Linked DNA regions of Zea mays: all the other regions are linked to region 1. The links are chromatin contacts, called in public Hi-C maps. All regions are on one chromosome and are shown on one strand. Each heading gives the region's core, a stretch centred on a gene start, on an enhancer-like site or on the middle of the called end of the contact. The rest is flanking DNA. Distances are from core to core; before and after follow the strand shown.

The links. Hi-C and Micro-C count contacts between places; a contact is called where the count stands out from the background.
Region 2: a contact with region 1 is called in a Hi-C map of bundle sheath, with 4 times the contacts expected there. The contact joins the enhancer-like site here to the promoter of LOC103630881 in region 1. A contact is called at or near these places in 12 of 25 Hi-C or Micro-C datasets (bundle sheath, ear, leaf and 3 more).
Region 3: a Hi-C map of leaf shows a contact between it and region 1, with 3 times the contacts expected there. The contact joins the enhancer-like site here to the promoter of LOC103630881 in region 1. A contact is called at or near these places in 2 of 25 Hi-C or Micro-C datasets (both in leaf).

The regions. Positions count from the first base shown.
Region 1 is chr6:19,397,912-19,401,687 of Zm-B73-REFERENCE-NAM-5.0, forward strand. It overlaps LOC103630881, which reads right to left and starts at 1,874. Exons shown (of 12, transcript XM_035960265.1): 1 at 1,868-1,874; 2 at 1,389-1,739; 3 at 987-1,133; 4 at 753-913; 5 at 163-208. The coding sequence starts at 1,874. It also overlaps the pseudogene LOC100277558 and the pseudogene LOC109940319.
Region 2 is chr6:19,292,279-19,296,054 of Zm-B73-REFERENCE-NAM-5.0, forward strand. It overlaps the pseudogene LOC103629065. Among protein-coding and RNA genes, the nearest start is that of LOC100273114, 20 kb to the left of the region's middle. Within about 2 kb of position 1,938, at least 18 of the 20 cell types and tissues checked have an H3K27ac peak or open chromatin away from gene starts, as enhancers often do. A contact at or near this core is called in bundle sheath, ear, leaf and 2 more, where this site is marked.
Region 3 is chr6:19,328,251-19,332,026 of Zm-B73-REFERENCE-NAM-5.0, forward strand. It overlaps the pseudogene LOC103630880. Among protein-coding and RNA genes, the nearest start is that of LOC100273114, 56 kb to the left of the region's middle. Within about 2 kb of position 1,716, at least 9 of the 20 cell types and tissues checked have an H3K27ac peak or open chromatin away from gene starts, as enhancers often do. A contact at or near this core is called in leaf, where this site is marked.

The DNA of each region.
Region 1 (3,776 bases), core at 624-3,123:
AAAATCATATAGGGGTATTTTTATTAAATCTTTATTAGAAACCATATTTGTTTTAGGAGGTGTAACTTTAAAATAAGAGAAGTATTATTAAAAGATATTTCAATTCAAAACTTTTGAGAGTTTTACTAAATTCCAAAAATAAGATTGAGGTGTTACAAAGTGCCCTCAGTGTCAGAAACTGTTCTGCTGGTGCTCGCATTGGTGAATCCTGTGTTGACAGTAAAGTGAAAAACTTATGTTCAGTGAAGAGTGTTTTGAAAGAAAACTGTAATAATATAGAGAATTAGTCACAGAAGGTGTCATTAAGTATAACTCATAGCAGTCGCAACATTATGGAACCTTAAACTTTGAGTTGACAGACCATGGAAACCTGGTTTCATAGTCTGAATTCAAGAAGCCCACCCACCACGTACAAAATGGCAAGGTAAAATAGTCTAGAAGTGCTATATTTTTGCAGCACCAAATGTGTGACATGATAGGAAAATGTTTGTCGACAAGTTTCCCATTAGATTCATATAATAAGGTGAAAGCACTTTCAGATATTTCATTATGAATAGTGACTTAGGCACAATGATTTTTGCAAAGATTTCATTAGCAACTTAGGCACATAGACATCAGATGGTTCAGACCAACAGCCAACCAAATATACATGAAACACCTAAGAATATTAACACCCAGTGCTGATACCAAGTTCAAGGGAAGAAATATAGATCCTAGAAATCTAAAAATGTGAATAAATTGGTCTTACGTACGACGGGTATACCAATGATGTTTATCAGGGTCCCAGATCCAACAATCAGAGCTACCATTTCCAACAGTCCAATACCAGTAGCTAGAGCCAAGGATGTTGATACAGCCGGAAGAACCTTCTTTTGTTGCCTTACCTTCTCTATTGGTGTCAAAAATTCATCTCCTAGGTGAGAACTAAACACTAATCAGTGTAACGTGAACAACAGAGCCTTCAGAAAACAAATGGAAATGCTTACTTTCCCTTGTGGTGTTAGAATTGCCATCCATTGCCTGCTGCTCAGCAACAAAGGATGTGGTGACATTAAGTAGCGGCACATTAAACAGCTTGGATACCAAATTGAATATGGAAGTCGATGCACCAACAGCCTCAAGCTGAGCCGAACCTGATAAGAGACTCTTTCTCATCAAATGGGTGAAACGGTTGACACCCTCTTAATTGTTTACTAAAACCAGTGTCTTCCCTATTTTTGTATCTAGGCCTTCATCAGGCCCATGAGCTTTTCACATCATCATATAACACAAAGGATAACTAGATTTTACAATGCCGTGCCGGAGTGAGAGCAAGGTATGGCATGCATGATTCTAGGTTTCAAATGAAGAAATGAATTGGATTACAAAAGCTCAGAATAGTGGATTACCGATATGTCCGACGAAGGCGGTGTCGACGAGCGCCGTGATGGGGTCCGCGGCGAGCGCGAGCACGGCGGGCGCGGCGATGGCGAGGATGTCCGCCGCAACCCCGTCAAGCCTCAGCCACCCCGGAGCCCCACGCCTCGCGACGGCCTCATTCTCTTCCTCTCCCTTAATCTCAGTCTCTGGCCCCTTATCGGGTGTCACCTCGTCGACAGTGTCTGTGACGACCGGCTTCCCACCACCATGACTTTTGCATCGTGGGAGACTCCTCCACCGAGGCAGAGTAGAACGGCGGCGGTGGCAACGGCAGGAGGTCCCCACGGATGGGGCTCGGGCGTGCGCGGGTGGCTGCAGGCCTCGTCAGCGTCACAACCCTCACCGCGCGTCACTGTTGCCCTCATGCTCCTCCCCAGATGCCTAGAAGTCAAGCCAGCTAGGAGAGAATGGAGCCCACACTGGTCTCCCGCATTATCGCTCCGCGCACAAGCCATGCCGGCCGCCACGTTACCATGATGCTCGTACCACCAGCCAATGGGAGAGAATGTGAAGGAAGAACATAACTCACGGCTAAGAAGAGGAAAGCGACGGCAGAGCACGCAAGGACCTCACGACGTTAGCTCAAGCAACTTAATCGATGTGAGCAGCGGCTAATGGGTGATTCAAGTCCATACCAGCACTTTGCCATCGTCTGCGCCTCCAAATGGTCGAAGCATTTCCCTACACCTCCATTTCATCGAATCCCTCTCTGCCGTGTTCCGTAATGGCAATAATCTCGCCGCCATGGGCGTCTGGTCACAGGGGTCGGAGTGTGCGATTGGTAGGATTGAACGCGATGCGGGCCAGCCTTTTTGGGCTCGGTGGGCCGTGGGCCCCCATTTTTGTTTGGGCAGCAAGGGAAATGAATTTGATCCTGCTCATCGATCTTATTCATTTGGCCTCAACGATCAGGATTAGTTTGGCTTCCACTCCTTGAGCCTTCTGCTCAAAGCAACCACCGCTGGCTCAGCTCACTCCGGTGGCCTCCGGCCGCCTCTGCCTCCGAGGATTCGCTTGGGGGGAGACGTATTATGAGGTTCGCGGGGTGGTACCTGAAGATTGCGGCGGTGGGGCCTCCATTGGCGCTGCCATGGAGCTCTTCATGATCCACACGGGCTTTTGTACACTTCTACCTCCCCTCACCCCCTACCTGCTCAACATCCAATCCCCCCTTGTTGTTTCTTTGAGATTTTCAAAATAGTGATTATACTTGGACGGATTATGTGCAGTTCAGTGCATCTTCCCATCAATAACAATCCAAATATTTGATATTTTGGTGTCCACATAACTAGTTGAAGTTACCTAGTACCATTCATCCTGTCAAGTTCATTTTGTTTCTCTGTTGTTCGCTGCTGCATCAGAATGCCTCTTTTTTTAAACATGTTTTGCCTCTATGGTCCTATGCTACAGATGAGAAGGTAACTGTCCTGGGGTCAGAAAAACGAGCTTGGGAAAGCAGTCTAGAGGCCCAAGCTATGAGAGAAGCTCTCAATCCATGGCAAAAGCATGATGAACAAGAACAACAGAAGAAATAGTCAAGAGTTATGTGTCTTAAGTGTCTGCGTTCCCATCCGTATACCCTTGAATCAGGTACTATTAGAAATTAGTGTTGATCTTTTGCATTTGCTGAACAATCTGCAATTTTTTGACTTCTTTAAAATTGCTGGATGCCTGGATGGTAGCTTCCAGAACACGTTGAAGGGCTATCGAAGACAGTTATAAACTGCTTTTTTCATGGGATGCAAAAAAAAGAGGGGACATTGTACACTATCACACTGGGTTTCACTTGTTTTTATGATATTTTAACATTAGAACATCAGATTTTGGGTATAGAAATGGGTGAAAGTTGTCTGCTTCTCTGTACAATAATTGAATGCTCTATGGATTGCTCATGTAATCCTTTTCAGTTATGATATTTTTTTAAACATCATTTGTTGGAACAAAAGGGTGTACATAACAACAGTAAATATGGAGGAGTTTGCACATAGCTCGATTCAATGAGCATCAAAAATTCCCAATGGATTTTATGCAACCTGGCTCCAATTGTTAGTATTAATGCCCAGTAAATGGAATAATACTCGTTCTGTACAAACGTACCACCTCCTAAGCTGATAGTTTCCTATCCTCTTGATGTCTCCTGTAATGTATTCATTTCACGTATTGTATGTAACCCATTTCAGCTAGAACTAACCAAAATTTTGTACAAGCTAGTTTCTCTGTTAACTACTTAACTGGAAACTTGGTGATGGTGCTTACAACTTGACCAGCTAGCGGCAGTAGAATAAGCTGGTTTTGTTCGTATGAATAGAACTATGCTTGATGCTAACCCTAGAATTGTGATGCAAGCCCACACAAAG
Region 2 (3,776 bases), core at 688-3,187, 110 kb before region 1:
CCCTATGAAATATTTAGGGGTCCCTATTGATAACAAAAAACTGTGCAAATCTTTGTGGGAGCCCATAGTTGGAAAGATTGAGAACAAGTTGGGTTCCTGGCAAGGGCGTTTTCTTAGTTTGGGTGGTCGGCTTGTCTTGATTAACAGCAGCCTCACCAATGTTCCCTTATACATGCTCTCCCTGTATAAATGTCCCAAAGTTGTGATGAAAAAAATGGATATCTTTAGGAAAAGATTATTATGGCAGGGAGGTCATGACCAGAAAAAATACCATTTGGCTGCGTGGAATTTAGTTTGCTCTCCCAAAAATATGGGTGGTCTTGGTGTTTTGGATCTGCAAAAAATGAATGAAGCTTTGTTGGCTAAATGGATTTGGAGACTAGAAAATACTAGTGGTTTGTGGCAATCCATTATTAAGAGTAAATACATCAAGAACAAGCCTATTATTTCTGTGAAGAATAGACCTTCAGATTCTCATTTCTGGAAAGGTATTCTCTCGGTTCGAGACAAATATTTTAAATATTGTAAAAAAATTATTGGTGATGGTAAGAGCTCCAGTTTTTGGAAAAACATTTGGTGTGGTAATATGAATTTTGCAGACAAGTATCCTAATTTGTTTGTGGTTGCCTATGATAAGGATATCACTGTGCATAAGGTGGTCTCTTCCAACTTTCAGATGCTGACTTTCAGGAGAAGGCTCGTTGGTACGTTAGGTGAGGCCTACACTGATCTTATGGATCAGTGTAGTCAGACCTTGCTTTCTGAAAATGATGATTCTTCAAGTTGGCTGTTGGGTTGCAAAGGTTATTCGGTAAAATCCTTTTACAAAATGTTAAAAAATTCCATGATTGATGTTCCTGTGAACTTTCTGTGGAAATCCAGACTTCCACACAAGATTAAAGTGTTCTTATGGTTGGTCAAAAATAATAGGATTTTGACAAAAGACAATTTGGCTAAAAGGCACTGGCATGGGAATATGGATTGTATTTTTTGTGGATTATTAGAATCCATAGATCATTTATTTTTCCACTGCCCTGTGGCCAGATTTATTTGGAGAATCATCCAAATTGCTTTCAAAATGTCCTCTACCCCCAAAAACACAGCTGACCTCTTTGGTCCCTGGATCAATGGTTTTCATAAATCTAAAAAAAATCTGATCGTTTTCGGATGTGGTGCTGTTATTTGGGCTATATGGCGCACTCGGAATGATTGCTGCTTCAATGCTAGGTTGATTGATGATCCGTTAAATATAATTTTTTCCTGCTGTTATTGGATTGATGCTTGGTCTATTCGACAGACAAAGAAGGGAAAAAGACTGGTGGAACAAGGAAGCCGCAGAGTTCGAAAGATAGCAAGTGATATCTACAGCAAGGCCCATGGTTGGAAGCCGGTTGACAGGCGTCTCCAGTGACATTTTGCAGCTGTTTACGCATCTCTTCTAGTCGTGTTCAGCTTGTCTTCTTTTGGTTGATCAAAACTTGCTGTTCAGTCATTTCTGGTGACGCGTGGTCCCTGGCTGCTTTTGGGATTTGTCCTTTGTAGATATTCAGTGATGCTTGTTAGTCTGTTGAACTACTTTAGATATGGTGTGTGTGCCTCCAGTTGAGTTTCGGACCTATATGTTGCTGATATTGTGGTAGGCTTATCGGCTTGTGGCTGTTGGTTATGTCGGGTCTTATGTAAAAACTGTGTTTGGTTCTATTTCTTAATGAAATAGGGGGTTGCCCTCTTTAAAAAAAAAGATTCTATTCCCATTCAATACATATGGACGGCGGGTTAATTATAAAGGAGCTTGGGGACTCTTTTGCGATTTTACCCCGACTAACACTTGCGGACGAACGCGAGCCGTTGATCGCGGGATCAATGGCTCAGATCTGGTTGAGCCGAAGGGGTATATTTAATCTAATCTCGGCCACCCACTGCGAATCCAACGGCAATCCCCCCTTCTACCCCAACCGCCTCATCCCCCCTACTTCGGTTGAGAGACCGGCGGCGCCTAGGCCCTCACCACACGGCGGCGCCATGGCCGGCGTGCGTGCACTGGCAGTCCGCCGGCCCAAACTCCGAAACAGCATGTTCTACACGATGTGGGAATCATAGCGAGTATGATAGAGTGCCTCACCGTCAGTGGAGATGAATGCGAGGCTTGGTCGATGGTGCAGCGCGGATCCGCCACGAGATGCAAGTTCCCGTGCACTTCCCTTGAATTCCGGCCATGCTCCACGCTCGAGATGGCTGCGCCCAAGCGCGGGGTGCCCCGGCGAATCGCCCAGACCGCACGCCGAGCCCCGAGCGGCGATGTAGGTAGGATGCCCGTGTGGCGGATATCTTTATCTCTCTCTGCGCTTTTCTCCGCGGCGATGGCGACTCACGGCATCGGGTTTTCGTTTTGGATGGCCAAGGTGAAGCGAGCATGGCACGAATTTATACGCTCGCCGGTCGAAGGGATAACCACGCGAGTCGCCGTGATCCCCGGGTGCTCGGATTTCTGTTGGAGTCCGATGCGATAGGAAGAGGAGAAATCTAATACGAGGGCCCCACTGCCAGAGACCGGACGAGAGCGCGCAGACTTCGGGAGTTTGCTTTGTTCGCTCCATGACCGAGGACCCGACTTGCTGGGCCCACACGCCGGTGAAATGGACGAGAGGGCGTGCTGGCTGGTGATGTGGCACGGCGAGGGAAGTTGGGCCGCGCGGGACCTTGGGCCGAACAGGTAAGAAAGCACAGGTACACTTCTTCTCTTTCTCATTTTATTTTCTGTTTTTCTTATTTCTTTTCTATTTTCAGATTTTAGTTTTCAAACAAATTCAAACTTAGTTTGGGGCTTTGAATATAAACCAAATACATCAAAGAACCAGCATGATGCAAGTATGTTTGTATACTAATTATTTATCTTCTTAGAAAAATGCTTGTATGCATACAAAGGAAGCAAGTCCCTTAATTAAACAAATTGAAAACTTTTCCTTTGTTTTTTTTTTTCTGAAGTTCAAATTATAATTCTAGTATCAAGATTCAAACCTAAAGTTGGTTAATAGTGCCCTCATTTAGTGCAAGACAATATCTCTTTTCAAATGCTTAGTTTAATTCAAGATTCCCTGTTCATCTTTTCTTTATTTTAGGAAGAGTAATTTCAAAAGTAGAGAAAATTCTTATTATAAGACATTTTTACTTGTTTTTGTTGGAGAATTCTTCAAACCTACCATCATAGGAATTTTGGGTGTTACAATTAGCATGCCCATGTCTCATGTCGTCTGATGTCTCCATCCCCTACCGTTCTAACACCAAGAACAGTTTGGATTCTATCCTTCTCTCTCTCCCAAAAAAAAAAAACAGTAGCTTGCACAGTTGCACTACCATCTTGCTAGTGCTAGCAAGTACTAGTACTCACGATGAACATAATACAACAATTGACTGATTCCAACATGATACAAATTCTGATGGAGGTCCTGCTTGGAACACAAGATGTTCACCTCTTACATTTCCTGCATTCCAAGCAGAACCCCCTAATAATAACATCATATATACTACTCCCTCCGTTCTTTTTTATTTGTCACCGTTTAGTTCAAAAATGAACTAGCGAGCGATAAATATTCGAGAACGGAGGTAGTACTATTTATATTAGAACAAGAACTACAGGGACAGGGTGGTACTGACCAAGGCAGGCAGGTGCCATGCTAATGACATGCGTGTTGCAGCCATGCAGCAACAAGAAACAGCATTAGGTTATTGGTAAAATCCCCGGACGCGAGCTCGAGCTCTCTCGGAGCCGGAGACAC
Region 3 (3,776 bases), core at 466-2,965, 70 kb before region 1:
GCTAGTGGAACTTTGTAAAGGCCTCGTAGTGGGACCCTGCCTCGTCTCCTCGGTTGAGATGAATGGGAAGTCGCGATCCCTTGGCAAATGGGTAACACGACTTGTGGGTAAAGATGCACAACCTCTGCAGAGTGTAAAACTGGTATATCAGCCGTGCTCACGGTCAAGAGCGGCTCGGACCCTCACATGAGTAAATTATGGAACTAAACTTAATTTGACATGCATTTGCATTGCATTGTGGGAATTATTATTATTGTGATCAATTATTTAATTAGGTTGGTATATACTTATACTTAGTAACTGCTAATAAAATTTTGACCAACTTATTAAAAGCAATGCTCAGCCTTAACCATTTTCCTTGGTAAGCCTTACACTACATGAGCCCCACCGTAAGTGAGCTCATGCACATTATTCCCCACAACTTATTGAGCGATGACCGTATGGGAGCTCACCCTTGCTTACTCCCACCCCAGGTTAAGAACAGGTGCATTCCAGGCAAGGAGGAAGACTTTGATGAAGATGAGTTCGGAGAGATCTAGGCCGTCGTCTCCCAGTCAACTAGGGATTGTGGAGGATCATCGTCGTCATATGGTGTAATATATTTTAGTTATTTTGTACAGAACTCCGATTATTTAATAAAGATATGACATTGATATCTATACCATGAGTCATCATATGTGTGAGACTTGATCCTGTCACGCATGTGAGTCGCGCCCGGGTTTGCCCCTAAAAATCCGGGTGTGACAGGTACTGTCGAAACAATAACTTGACCTTTACTTGGACAAAGTATAACTAACTAATTTATGAATTGCTAGGCCCAATTCACAGGAAACACAGTCGGTTTAACTTCAGAGCTTCAGTTCACAATTGTTGCAAATTTTCAGTTCAAAAGGTTCTGATTTCTGAACACCGGAAAATGTCTAGTTGTGGACAAATTATCAACAAATTTTATGTTGAGGCAATCAATTCTTAACTAAAAATCCTAATCCATCCCTTGTTTGGCCCAAATCTGCCACCAACTGTCCGTGCATATGCATACTACTGAACTATTCTGCTGATGCTCTGATCTCTGACTGACAGGATTTTTGAGGGGTCTAAACCCAGTTCTGCCAGTCTTACAACTCCTGAATCAAGAACATTTGCTGAAACTCTAAAACTATGCAAGTCAAATTTGAACTGGCTAACAAAACTACAGTTGTATCAGTGTTCCAATGACTGAATCTGTAGATGTTCAGACCAAGCATTTGCTGAAACATACTAGCAGACTGCAGCTAACAAGCTAGAACTGTCAACTGTCAAAGTGCACATTAGTTTTCAGAAATGAAAGGAATGTCGAGTTGAGAAATCAAAGAAGGAAGTTTAATGATGCTGAGGAGCTGTTCTGTTTTCAAACAAGAATGTCTAATTCATCAGTTGTTAGATCTGTCGTCAGACCCCATTGTCGAGAAACGTGCTTCAGAGTTTGATACTGAATGCTGAAAATTTTCTAGCTGGAGACAAAAATTGTAAACATATTTGAGTAACAAAGAGAGTTTGATATTGAATGCTGAAAATTTTCTAGCCGGAGACAAAAATTGTAAACATATTTGAGTAACAAAGAGAGTTTGATAGTGAATACTGTTGGTGTAAATAGAACAAGTGTAAGGGGTTTCTTGTATAATGGTGAAATATAATGTGAGCTTGGGGGTGTTGTGAGGAATAACTCACCCCAAATCAACAACATGGTATATGGAGCTAGGGTTCGCAGGCGCCGCCACTCGAGCTCCGCCTTGCGCGTGTGAGGAAGAAGGCGGTCACCCAGCCGAGCCCGGAGCCGGAGCAGGAAACCGTGGTGGAGAAGCGCGTGGAGGAGGCGGATCCATGGAGCGCAGCTCGGCGGGCGGCCCCCTGGCAGCTGGCGTGGCGAGCTCATCCGCGCGTCCTCGACTCGTCCGCGCCGGTGCCGGCCGCCGTCCCCGTCCTGTGCGACGGCGAGCTCGTCGGCGTGGGCTCCCGCCCCTATGCGCACCAGCTGCGCACTCCCCCCTGCTCGACCCCTCAGTTCCTGGTGGTCGCCCTCGGGCCCCTCCGCTGGTGTGGCTGCTGGGATTGCTGCTACGGACGCTGGTGCTGTAGCTGCTCCCAAGGAAGAAGAGAAGGCCGAGTACCTCAAGGACCGAGCAAGTTTGCTGTTGCTGCTCCTGCAGCTGAGAAAGGGGGAAGAGGAGGAAGCCTCTACTGCTGCGGTGAGCGTGGAGTTGGGGAGAGTGAGGTGGTGCTGCTCCTGCAGCTGAGAAAGGGGGAAGAGGAGGAAGTCCCTACTGCTGCCCTCGTAGCTGTTGTGGCCTGTGTAGCTGTGGAGGCCGGTAGGAGCTGGTATGGGGTTCTGAAGCGAGTTCTGAACTGTCCTGTCTGCTTGAAGCCGGAGCTACTGCTCTGCTTGTTGTGGTGAAGGAGTAGATGTGCGAGCTCATGGAGGAGCTGCTGGAGCATAGCCTGGAGGCGTCTGCTAATCCCATGAAGGTGGTGGAGTACGTGCAGAAGGAGTCGCCGCTGATCGCCGTGGTGCTGAAGGCACACATGCACTGCGAGGCCTGCGCCGAGGGGATCAGGAAGAGGATCCTCAATATGAAAGGCGTCCAGTCCGTAGAACCAGACCTCAAGGCATCGGAGGTGGCTGTCATGTCCAAAAAGGTCCGGAGAGTGGAGGCGGTGGTGGCGGAACTGGAGTGTAGGAACTCTGAGCTGTTTGGCGAGAAGGGTGAACTGGAGGAGAAATTGGTGGCTGCCAAGGAGGTGTTGGCGAGGCTGACGGCGATGACGAGGGAACAGGAGGCTAGGGTGTTTGCTAGAAGGAGAGAGTCTGATTTGGTGAAGGAGAAAGAGGCTGTTGCTAAGGCTCTTGATGCTGAGAAGGCTGAAGTAGCAAGGTTGAGGTTGAAAATTGAGGAGCTAGAGAAATGTAGCGGTGAGAAGGATGGTGACATCAGGAAGATGAAACCAGCCTACTTTGCCAACTATGCCCACATGGGTGAAGGTACTCAGGAACAAGCTCTTACATACTCATGTAGGCATCAAAAGGAGTGGGTCATAGATTCAGGAGCATCTAAGCATGTCATGGGCATATCCAGCTCTTTCAAAGCTTACATCCCACATACACATTATGAGTTTGTTCAAATTGCTGATGGCTCATCCCAACGAATCCATGGTGTAGGGTCCATAGAGTGTACACCATCTCTTAGCTCATCCTCAGTCCTACATGTCCCATCTTTTCCGGTCAATCTCATTTCTGTAAGTTCAATCATTGATCAGTTCAAGTGTACAGTAACGTTTGATGAAAACACTTGTGTCTTTCAAGAGAAGGGGACTGGGAGAAGGATTGGGACTGGAGTCAGACGTGATGGTTTGTGGTTCATCGGTCATGAAGAATCAGCATTGAGAGCAGTTGCTGAAAGGGATGTGAAGGAAATTCTGCTACTTCATTGTCGGTTAGGACATATATCTTTTGAGACCTTAAGACGGCTGCACCCTGCTATGTTTAAGGGAGTGGACAAAAGTAGGCTTGTATGTGATGCATGTGAGCTTGGCAAGCATACTAGATCCATCTATCCCAGTATTGGTCTTCGCAGTTGTGAACCATTTACTATGATACACTCAGATGTTTGGGGTCCTTGCTCTGTTACTTCTGTGAATGGTGCTAAGTCGTTTGTCACCTTTATTGATTGTTGCACTCGTATGACTTGGATCTATATTCTTAAGCATAAAAATGAGGTGTTCCAGTGCTTTCAAGACTTTCA